Linked DNA regions of Zea mays: region 1 is linked to region 2. The links are chromatin contacts, called in public Hi-C maps. All regions are on one chromosome and are shown on one strand. Each heading gives the region's core, a stretch centred on a gene start, on an enhancer-like site or on the middle of the called end of the contact. The rest is flanking DNA. Distances are from core to core; before and after follow the strand shown.

What was found. Hi-C and Micro-C count contacts between places; a contact is called where the count stands out from the background.
Region 1: a Hi-C map of root tip shows a contact between it and region 2, with 6 times the contacts expected there. The contact joins the promoter of LOC100280136 here to the enhancer-like site in region 2. A contact is called at or near these places in 13 of 25 Hi-C or Micro-C datasets (bundle sheath, ear, endosperm and 5 more) and 1 of 3 datasets of contacts at active chromatin or transcription factors (leaf).

The regions. Positions count from the first base shown.
Region 1 is chr5:50,934,371-50,939,126 of Zm-B73-REFERENCE-NAM-5.0, forward strand. LOC100280136 (Auxin response factor 16) reads left to right here and starts at 1,542. Exons shown (of 4, transcript NM_001361024.1): 1 at 1,542-1,838; 2 at 2,004-3,328; 3 at 3,416-4,407; 4 at 4,573-4,756. The coding sequence starts at 2,213. The coding sequence ends at 4,642.
Region 2 is chr5:50,832,999-50,837,852 of Zm-B73-REFERENCE-NAM-5.0, forward strand. LOC111589306 (a long non-coding RNA gene) reads left to right here. Exons shown (of 3, transcript XR_004849418.1): 2 at 4,135-4,854. Among protein-coding and RNA genes, the nearest start is that of LOC111589306, 3.6 kb to the left of the region's middle. Within about 2 kb of position 3,008, at least 14 of the 20 cell types and tissues checked have an H3K27ac peak or open chromatin away from gene starts, as enhancers often do. A contact at or near this core is called in ear, endosperm, leaf mesophyll and 2 more, where this site is marked.

The DNA.
Region 1 (4,756 bases), core at 292-2,791, 100 kb after region 2:
TTAATTGCCTCGCAACGCAAGTCGCCACACGCACACCTAATCCCGGATCCGGGGACGAAATGACCGGGCAACATCAGAGTAGACACACCAGACCGAGAGAGCAACCGCAGAGCACGAGTCCACTCCACCCCGCCATCAAGGTGACCTGGGCTGGGCATTCCCACGCGACCAATCGCCCGCCGGGAAGGGCCGGCCGTGTGCCAACGTCGCCGACGGCGACAGCGCGAGCGACTTGACCACACACTACACGCCTGTCCGCCGTCTGTCCCAGATGGCACAGCGACACTTGAACTAATGACCAGGAACCGCCTGCCGATGGTTCCCTGGTCTGCTGCATGCTTGCTGGTTCGTGTTCCGTTGAAACGAAAAGGAAAATCGCCAGGCCGACACGACGAGGCCCGTTCATGCATTATTTTCGTCGCTTCTTTAAGGATGAAGAAGCGATGACGCGTGTACATGGGGGACGAGGTGCGCGTGCGTGCGGTGAGGTGCGGTGGTTAGCTGAATCGAGATCCATCTTTTGACAGCGTCGGAACGACATGTGGTACGTCAGAATTAAGAGCGGGGCGCGAGGACACGGCCGCAACTTGGCCCATTTTGCGGCACCACCGGTCGCTGCTGCTCTTCTTTCTGAAATCCTGTGCCGAGGATGGCGTCATGCTTTCTTCTTCTTCGTCTCGTCGTCGTCGTCGTCTCCTCTCCTTCAGCTGGTATGTACAGTGCTTCCCCGTGACTGACTCGTAGCCCTCGTCGGCCGGGCTCGTTCCACCGCGACTGAGGTCAAACCATGTGCCAGTTTTCCTTTCCCCTCATCCGACGAAAAGCTAGCAGCAGCACTGCTCCATGGCAATGATCACCGACACCGAGCAAAGCAAAGCTGCCACCCATCAACACTCATCAACACCCCACGCCGCCATGAGCTCCGGTGAAAAAAAAAAATCTGTTCTGCCGTAAACGAAACCCTCGGGAAGAAGAAGAAGAGTCACGGATTCAGTCCATCCCCTCCATGTGTCGTGGTCACGAGAAAGCTGCGGAAACACGGCCGGTGCCGCCGGTCATGCAAGTCGGCCATTCCAAAAAGTTTCGGCCTGTGCGTTTTCAGGCGTAGTAGAGTTTTCAAAAGGTAGCTAAATAAAACAAAAGAAAAAGAGAACGCGCGCGTGTGTGTATACAGTATACACACACACGCTTAGTAGCTCCGTGGAAAAAAAAGCATCGCATTATTGTCTAACACTAGGATGAAAACAACAACACTTGTCGATTTAGCGTGTGGTCCCGTCTGTTTGTTTCCTTCTGATGCTGATTGAGATTTCAGAGAGAGAGAGCAGAGAACGGCTACGGGACAGCAGTGGATAATGGTACAATGATGCAGCTCATCGTGCGGTGGGGGGGAGAGAAAAATCATCATCAGCGCTGGCACTTTGGCTGCGCAACTGAAAAAGGTATTAATAAACAATTAATTAAGCCACTACTAACCAGGAGTTTAGTGGTAGTAGTACTAGTAGGCAGTGGTACTTGCTTCAGATGCAGAATTGGCTGCTGCTTCCCCGCCTTCTTGACTGCCTGCCTTTCTCCCTCCTCTGACCTCTCTCTCTCTCTATTTAGCTGTTTTGCTGAACCCCATGTCAGCTGCAGTCTGGGGGAATCTGAGCCTGCTGCTCACCTGAGAGAGCCTGTGGGTGGGGAGGCAAAGCGCTGCAGAGGCTGCAGCAGAGAGGAGCGAGCGAGGGAGGGAGACGACGAGCCCTGTCGAGCTGTTCCGATTTTGCCCCCCCGAATACGTCGCTGCCCCTGCTTTGGAGGGATCTGAAGCTGCTGCTGCCTGCCAAAGCCCGGAGGTGAGTGACTGACCGGATGAATTCGGCAATCTTGTGGTGCTCCTGCCGTGCTGCTGCCTGGGTTCCCTTTCCCTGCAAGATTTTCTGAGGCGGAGGCCAACGAAGAAAAAAAAAACCCCCCTTGCTTTCTTCTCACCCCCCCTCCCGCTGCTTCTTTTCCCCCAGCCTTTTTCTTCAGCGGTAGGCTCTGATCATGATGGTGGTGGTGATGGCGGCTGTCCAGCGGAAAGGCTTCTTCTCGTGCTAGTGGAGGAGGCGTGAAATTTCATCCATAAAGGCTGTCGCGGTGGGTGGAGATCTTGCCCAATTCCGCTGAAATCGCCTCCGGCTACGGGTTGGGTCGGGTCGGGTAGCGTGGCCGTGGGCGGTGGGAGATGATTACTTTCGTGGACTCGGCGGCCATGGAGCGGGAGCGGGAGAGTGACAGGTGCCTGGACCCGCAGCTGTGGCACGCCTGCGCCGGCGGGATGGTCCAGATGCCGGCGGTGCACTCCAAGGTGTACTACTTCCCGCAGGGCCACGCGGAGCACGCGCAGGGCCCCGTGGACCTCCCCGCCGGCCGGGTCCCCGCGCTCGTCCTCTGCCGCGTCGCCGCCGTCCGCTTCATGGCCGATCCGGACACCGACGAGGTCTTCGCCAAGATCCGCCTGGCCCCGGTCCGTCCCAACGAGCCGGGCTACGCCGACGACGCCATTGGCGCCGCGGCGGCGTCGGGCGCGCAGGAGGACAAGCCCGCGTCCTTCGCCAAGACGCTCACGCAGTCCGACGCCAACAACGGCGGGGGCTTCTCCGTGCCGCGCTACTGCGCCGAGACCATCTTCCCGCGGCTCGACTACTCGGCCGACCCCCCCGTGCAGACCGTGCTCGCCAAGGACGTGCACGGCGTGGTCTGGAAGTTCCGCCACATCTACCGCGGCACGCCCCGGCGCCACCTGCTCACCACCGGCTGGAGCACCTTCGTGAACCAGAAGAAGCTCGTCGCGGGGGACTCCATCGTGTTCATGCGGACGGAGAACGGGGACCTCTGCGTCGGCATCCGGCGCGCCAAGAAGGGCGGCATCGGAGGGCCGGAGTTCATGCACCACCACCACCAGCAGCCGCCCCCGCCGCAGGGCGGCGGGTACGCCGGGTTCTCCATGTTCCTGCGAGGGGAAGAGGACGGCGGCAAGATGATGGCCGCGGCCGCCACGAGGGGGAAGGCCGCCAGGGTGCGGGTGCGGCCAGAGGAGGTCGTCGAGGCCGCTAACCTGGCCGTGAGCGGGCAGCCGTTCGAGGTGGTGTACTACCCGAGGGCGAGCACGCCAGAGTTCTGCGTCAAGGCGGGGGCGGTGCGCGCCGCCATGCGCACCCAGTGGTGCCCCGGGATGAGGTTCAAGATGGCCTTCGAGACGGAGGACTCGTCCCGGATCAGCTGGTTCATGGGCACTGTCTCCGCCGTGCACGTCGCTGACCCCATCCGATGGCCCAATTCACCCTGGAGGCTTCTCCAGGTAAACGAACCAAGCTCCATAACTATCAAAGTTGATGATTTGCTTGCGGCAATGCATGCTGATGATTTGTGTGTGTGCCGGGGACAGGTCGCCTGGGATGAGCCGGACCTGTTACAGAACGTGAAGAGGGTGAGCCCATGGCTGGTTGAGCTGGTGTCGAACATGCCGGTCATCCATCACCTCACAGCCACGCCCTTCTCGCCGCCCAGGAAGAAGCTGTGCGTCCCACTGTACCCGGAGCTTCCGCTGGAGGGCCAGTTCCCGGCGCCGATGTTCCACGGAAGCCCCCTCCTCGGCCGTGGCGGCGCCGGTGGCCCGATGTGCTACTTCCCGGACGGCACTCCTGCAGGCATACAGGGAGCCAGGCATGCTCAATTCGGCATATCCTTATCAGATCTCCACCTGAACAAGCTGCAGCCGGGCCTGTCACCGCACGGGCTCCACCGCCAGCTCGACCACGGCGTGCAGGTGCAGGTGCAGCAGCCGAGGATCGCCGCCGGGCTCATCGTCGGCGGCCACCCGGCGGCCCGAGACGACGTCTCGTGTCTGCTCACCATCGGCACCCCAAAGAGCAAGAAGCCACCGTCAGACGTCAAGAAGGCGTCCACGGCGGCGGCACCGCAGCTGATGCTCTTCGGGAAAGCGATCCTCACCGAGCAGCAGATATCGCTAGGCGGCGGCAATGTCGTGCCGGCGCTGGCGAAGAAGAGCCCCTCCGACGACGACGACGACGTGGCCGAGAGGACGGTGAGCAACTCGGACGTGTCGAGCCCTGGGAGGAGCAACCAGGACGGCACGTCCAGTGGCGGAGGCCCGGCGGCGCGGGCGTGCTGGCAGGAGGAGGAGTGCAACAACAGGGCGGCAGGTTCTGAGGACGACCTCCTCGGGCACTGCAAGGTGTTCATGCAGTCGGAGGACGTCGGGCGCACGCTGGACCTCTCCGCCGTCGCGTCGTACGAGGAGCTCTACCAGAGGCTCGCCGACATGTTCGGCGTCGACAAGGCCGAGCTGACCAGCCACGTGTTCTACCGCGACGACGCTTCCGGAGCGCTCAAGCACCCTGGCGACGAGCCTTTCAGGTCCGTCCGTGCGTACTCCGTACCCTCGCGGCAGGCTGTTCTTTCCTTGGAAGCATCCTATTAGTATTGGGGGTACTTTGGCTTTGAATTGCTTGAAAGCTAGGACTAGGACGCCTGGACGGTACTGATGTACGCTTGGTTTGTAACATGCTTGTGAATGTGCAGTGAGTTCACCAAGACCGCCCGGAGGCTGACCATACTGACGGACGAGAGCAGCGACAGCTTAGCGAGGTAGAGTCCAGTCTCAAGGAGACGGCGGTTCGGCAGTTTCGGTTGGGAGTGGGAGGCGCCCCGGAACGGGAGCGCGTGCGTGCGTCTGATCCAGGACCAAAGATTTGTCGGACTAGTA
Region 2 (4,854 bases), core at 1,758-4,257:
CTCTTCCATGTGGACCTGTAGCGCTCACGCAGCTACTACGATTGCCCGACCCCGCCCGTGTAGCTACCACACTGCGCAAAAAATAGTGCAGAGCGAGCACTCGAACCCACGCCCCCTGCTCCAGAAATTTGGAGCCACCAGACCACACATACCTTATTGTTTAGAAATAAACAATATTATATTTGAATAAATATCTCAATACTTATCTATATGATATATAACAACCGTAGCAGAGCATGGGCAACTGGCTAGTATATAATTATAAGAAGAGTTAGTGAAAAATGAGGAGTGGGCAAATCATGCATGTCCCTTGCAATATTTGAGTGGTGCCTTAATATAAGTTAGAGATTTTATGGTTACGTCATGATAGTTTAGAGCAAAGTAATCCGTGGTGCTTCATCATAATTTTGTGTAGTAGGTATTGATTTTGAGTTTCGGATGTTGCGAAAAATGTTTTAGTGCATGTATAGGCATTAATGAATGGTGTGTGATGAAGTATAGGTTGTGGTATAAAATATTTTTACTAGCAGGGTTTCCATATTTGTACTGGCAAGTGAGGCCTTCCATGATTAAAAATATTTTTTGGTACTATTTTTAAAACCGATTTATATTTCTTTAAAAAAGAATTTGTATTTGCGGTTTTCTTAACTATTTTCATTCACAGTTGTCTTAAATGAACCACCGGCGAAAATCAATTCCCACTTTCCAGTTAACTGCCTATGGACAAAACCGCTGGGGTTCTAAAAAATGACAGTAAAAATAAGTTACGAACCGAGTCTGTAGAGAGCTTTTTTTTTTGTACTAGTGGAACCAAAAGGAGACGTTTTCTATTACAATGCACTACGATTCGGCCCACGTAGCACACACAACTATACGGTAACCGAGCGCTTATCGCGGCCCACTAAAAAAGACACACGGGACCGGGCCCATCTTGCCCACGGTGTCCGGAGCTCGGCGTGAGCGACGGACGCAGTTTGAGTGTCTGTCGTCGTCGGGGCACCACCACATCATTGAGTTAAACATGAAAATCTAAGACGAAAATTATTTCAAGCCATATGAAAACCGCATTGAGTTTAACATGAAAACCACCAAACTAATAAATCGTAAAGTACTCTGAACTTGGTCGTTTAGAGAGGCAAAACGGGGCCTTTTTTTTCAATGACGAAACGATTCGGCCCACCCACGTAGCACGCAACCATGTCGTAAACCGCGCGCTTATTGTGGCCCGCTGGAAAAGACACAAGGGACCGGGCCCGGCCCATGGTGTCCGGAGCTCGGCGTGAGCGCGTGACTGATGGACGCGATTTGAGTGAGTGCCGGCCTGTCGTCGGGGCACCACGTCCACATGGCCGGACTGATGACCGACCGTCGTCGTCACCGCTGATGGAGCAGGCGTCCCTCGCGTTTCGCTTCGTTCCAACGTACTACGTTACTCCAGACCCAGGAACAACGGCCGCGGTCTCCTACGTTTCTGCCGGCCGGCCTCACGCGCCAGCCATGCAGGTTCTTCGTTTCTAGTAGCACTAGCTAGTCAAAAGCCCACTGCTGACACGAGACGACACGAGAAGCCGGCCGGCCTTGTTTCACGCGTCCACGCACCGACGATGATGGCCCCCTGCTGACGCGCCGATCCCTAGACGCGCGCGCGCGCGATTATACATGGATCGGCGTGAGCGAGAGAGGCCGGGCTTCTTCGTTCACCGGCCGGCTCCTCCTCCGGATCGACGGAGTCCGGACAGATTATCATCAATCAACACGACAATCCTAGTAGTAGTACAGGTACTAAACACCAAACAGATATCGTGACTGCATGCTGCGAAGAACGCGTATGTTAGTGTAGCTAGCTCGAGCATCACTGCATCAGAATAATAATCTGTTTTCTGATCTGCCTTTTTTTCCCTCGTATTTTCGACAAGATCTGTAGCTAGCTAGCTTAAACTGCTGTTCTCGGCCGCTAGCCGATTTCGGCATAATTATTAATCAATGGCATCGATCCCCAAGTTGGGCCTTGTTGGTTGCGTGGACGTAGCAGTTCCCCTCTGGAGACAGGGAGACCTTTAATTTTGCTGAATTCTGTTTGGGTTGGATCCCGAGGCGAGGATTGCCGTTGAGACCGGCAAGCGCGGCGTCCCCGTGCGGATGCAGATGCACTCGCGTCCCAGTCACAGGGCAGGGCACAGCGTGCCGCCGCCGCCGGCTCCGCCCACGCGCGCGTGGTAGTCACGGCACATAGTACGCGCTTCTGAATTGAAACAGCAGGATGATCGTAAAGCGGCGGGACACTTAACTCACATGCGTTCGCAAGGACGCAGGCAGTGCATGCGGCCCTAGCTGGAAACGCGACGCTCAACCAGACTACAGTGCCTTTGTGCTCTTCATCCATCCAGCCACTATACACACGCTCACACATCTTCTTCTTCGTCCAGCTACTATACGAGTGCGCGCACACCCACGCAGGTACATGGACCGTCCGGCCACACGGATCCATGTATTCAGCGTAGTATGCGTCACAGCTTTTCCTTCTCGTGGCGGTACAGACAGACAGACTACAGACAAGACAATCAAGCTAGCCTGAGGTAGCACACGCATGAAGAGGACAGGATGACATTAGCTATGCGACATGTACTAGGCTAGCCATTTTATTTTATGTGACACGAAAGTAAACTTTAGTCAGTGAACCAAATACATCCCAATATTGTATATAGCCATGAAGCCTGTCCCTTCAATTTGACAATTGCATGTTCTATTTTTTTCCCTTTTTTTGAGAGAGAGTCAATAATATATAGGGTATCTATCTTAAACAGCTGGTCAGCTGCTGTGTGTGTCTGGTACTGGTAGACGGTAGTACTGCTGCTACTTTCTGTCTTGACGGGTCTGGCCGATTGTGTAATTCTGCACGCAGTAAAATATTCTCCCTGCAATTAATTCTGCGCGCGCCCCCAGCACCAGCAGCGAGATCTTCTGGGGGATCCGAGCCTTGATTTCGTAAAGCCTGCGCGCATGACAGAGCGAGGACTAGGAGTACCCTGGTACTACTGTACGTAGGACTGGGTATCCATCGGGCAGCCGTGTCCTAGACTGCCAATATACGCCTGTTGCCTGCTACTCTGGAATTATACGGCCTGACAAAATACCAAGCAGTCGTAGTGTCGTACGCGAATGCATGACAAGGTCATCATCAAGCCCAGCCGGCTATGTGACAGCACTATTTCGAGGTACAAAACCGTAGATACCACTTGCACATAAAAGCTATAGTGGCTGTCCCACACCTATTTGCACTAGCATTTTCAGTGATGTCAGTGCTATGAGACAATGGAAATCGGTATTTTTATTGTTGGTTGTTTTGGAACCAAACCGCCAGTGAAAACATCATATCCACTAGTGGTTGGTCAAGACAACCACCACTACAAATAGAATTCACGGTTTGCTTAATAAAACCACCGGTGGAAATACACTATCTACTGGCGGTTTTCTTTATTTGACTGTCAGTTGAAGTTTTCCCGCTTTTTTATAAATTTTCAAACAAAACTGAATTTACACACACATTATATAAATATATATAGTATATAGTATATGTATTTAGAGTCATGTGCTCTGCTTAACTATAGAAAGCCCCGACCACCCGTCCGGTTGACCAGGCGCACCATCCGGTCCACCCACTATAATGTTTACGCTCATGTACCATCGTATAAAACCAACCGCTCTACATGGCCTTCCGCGATGGCTCAGACTAGGTTTTCAGTGGCGGCGGTTGTGCGACACGAGTGAGTGCGGCGAAGCCAGCTCGACCGCGGCGAACAAGCATCCCCATAGACGAGATCCATGGCGGATCGCCTCCCCGTCATCGTTCCAAAGGTGCCTTCCCTTTGTTTCCCTCATTTTCTTCCCTCCCTAACCTTACCTCCTTTCCCCACACGAACCCTCACCCGCCTCCTCTTCATCCTCAAATCCCAGCTCCTGGACCATGCCTCCTGCCCACCCGCACGCTCTTTCCCTCTAATCCATGTTGTCCTCCGTGATGGGGGCTGCGACTGATAGGGCCATTCGCAGGTAGGCCTTCACGCTGACAAACACTGCGGCGTTCAGGATCCAGCAGCTTCTCAACCTCATGTAGCTGTTTTGTGGGGGCTCCAGCAGGATTTGTGATGCCCTTTGTGACGATTCTGCGTGACTGCCTGCTCCCCCATCCCCTCCGTCGTGGACACCGCCGAGACGCCTGCGAGCCGACTGCACGCTGGAACCCGCGACGAGCCGGCGTTCGAGGAACTGCTGTCGGTGATGTTATATATTACCACATGCTGAGATATTTCTGCAAGTTCTATGAAATGGTAATAAGATATTTCTGCAAATTGTTATATATGTTTTATCTCCACAAACATTTTTTAGATTTGATATCATTTTTAACCTTTAGATTCTAAGAATGTGCTCAGTTTGCATTACATGCACACAATAGTTCAAGAAAAAATAGCAAGAAAGAGATAAATGTCCTAGAAGAAAATAGATGAATTAATAGGGCAGTTATAACCTTTTGTAAAAGAAGTTTTGGTCCCTGGATTCATTGTAATAACGACTAACATTATTTTAGCCTCACAATTTTCTTTAATGGTCTAGCTTTGTAATTGATAACACATTTTTTGGTTGAACTATCATAAATTGATGACAGTATAATCGATGCAGCCATTATATAGTTTTCTTTGTTGCGATTATGCTGCTCATTAATTAAAGAACACTATCTGTCAATCTGTATAGTTTGCATTACATAAATTCATTTTATGCCCAGATTCTGGAAGCAAACCTTCTCGTAACTCAAATGTTACATAAACTATAATTCTGCTTTCCTGCATCTCATATTTA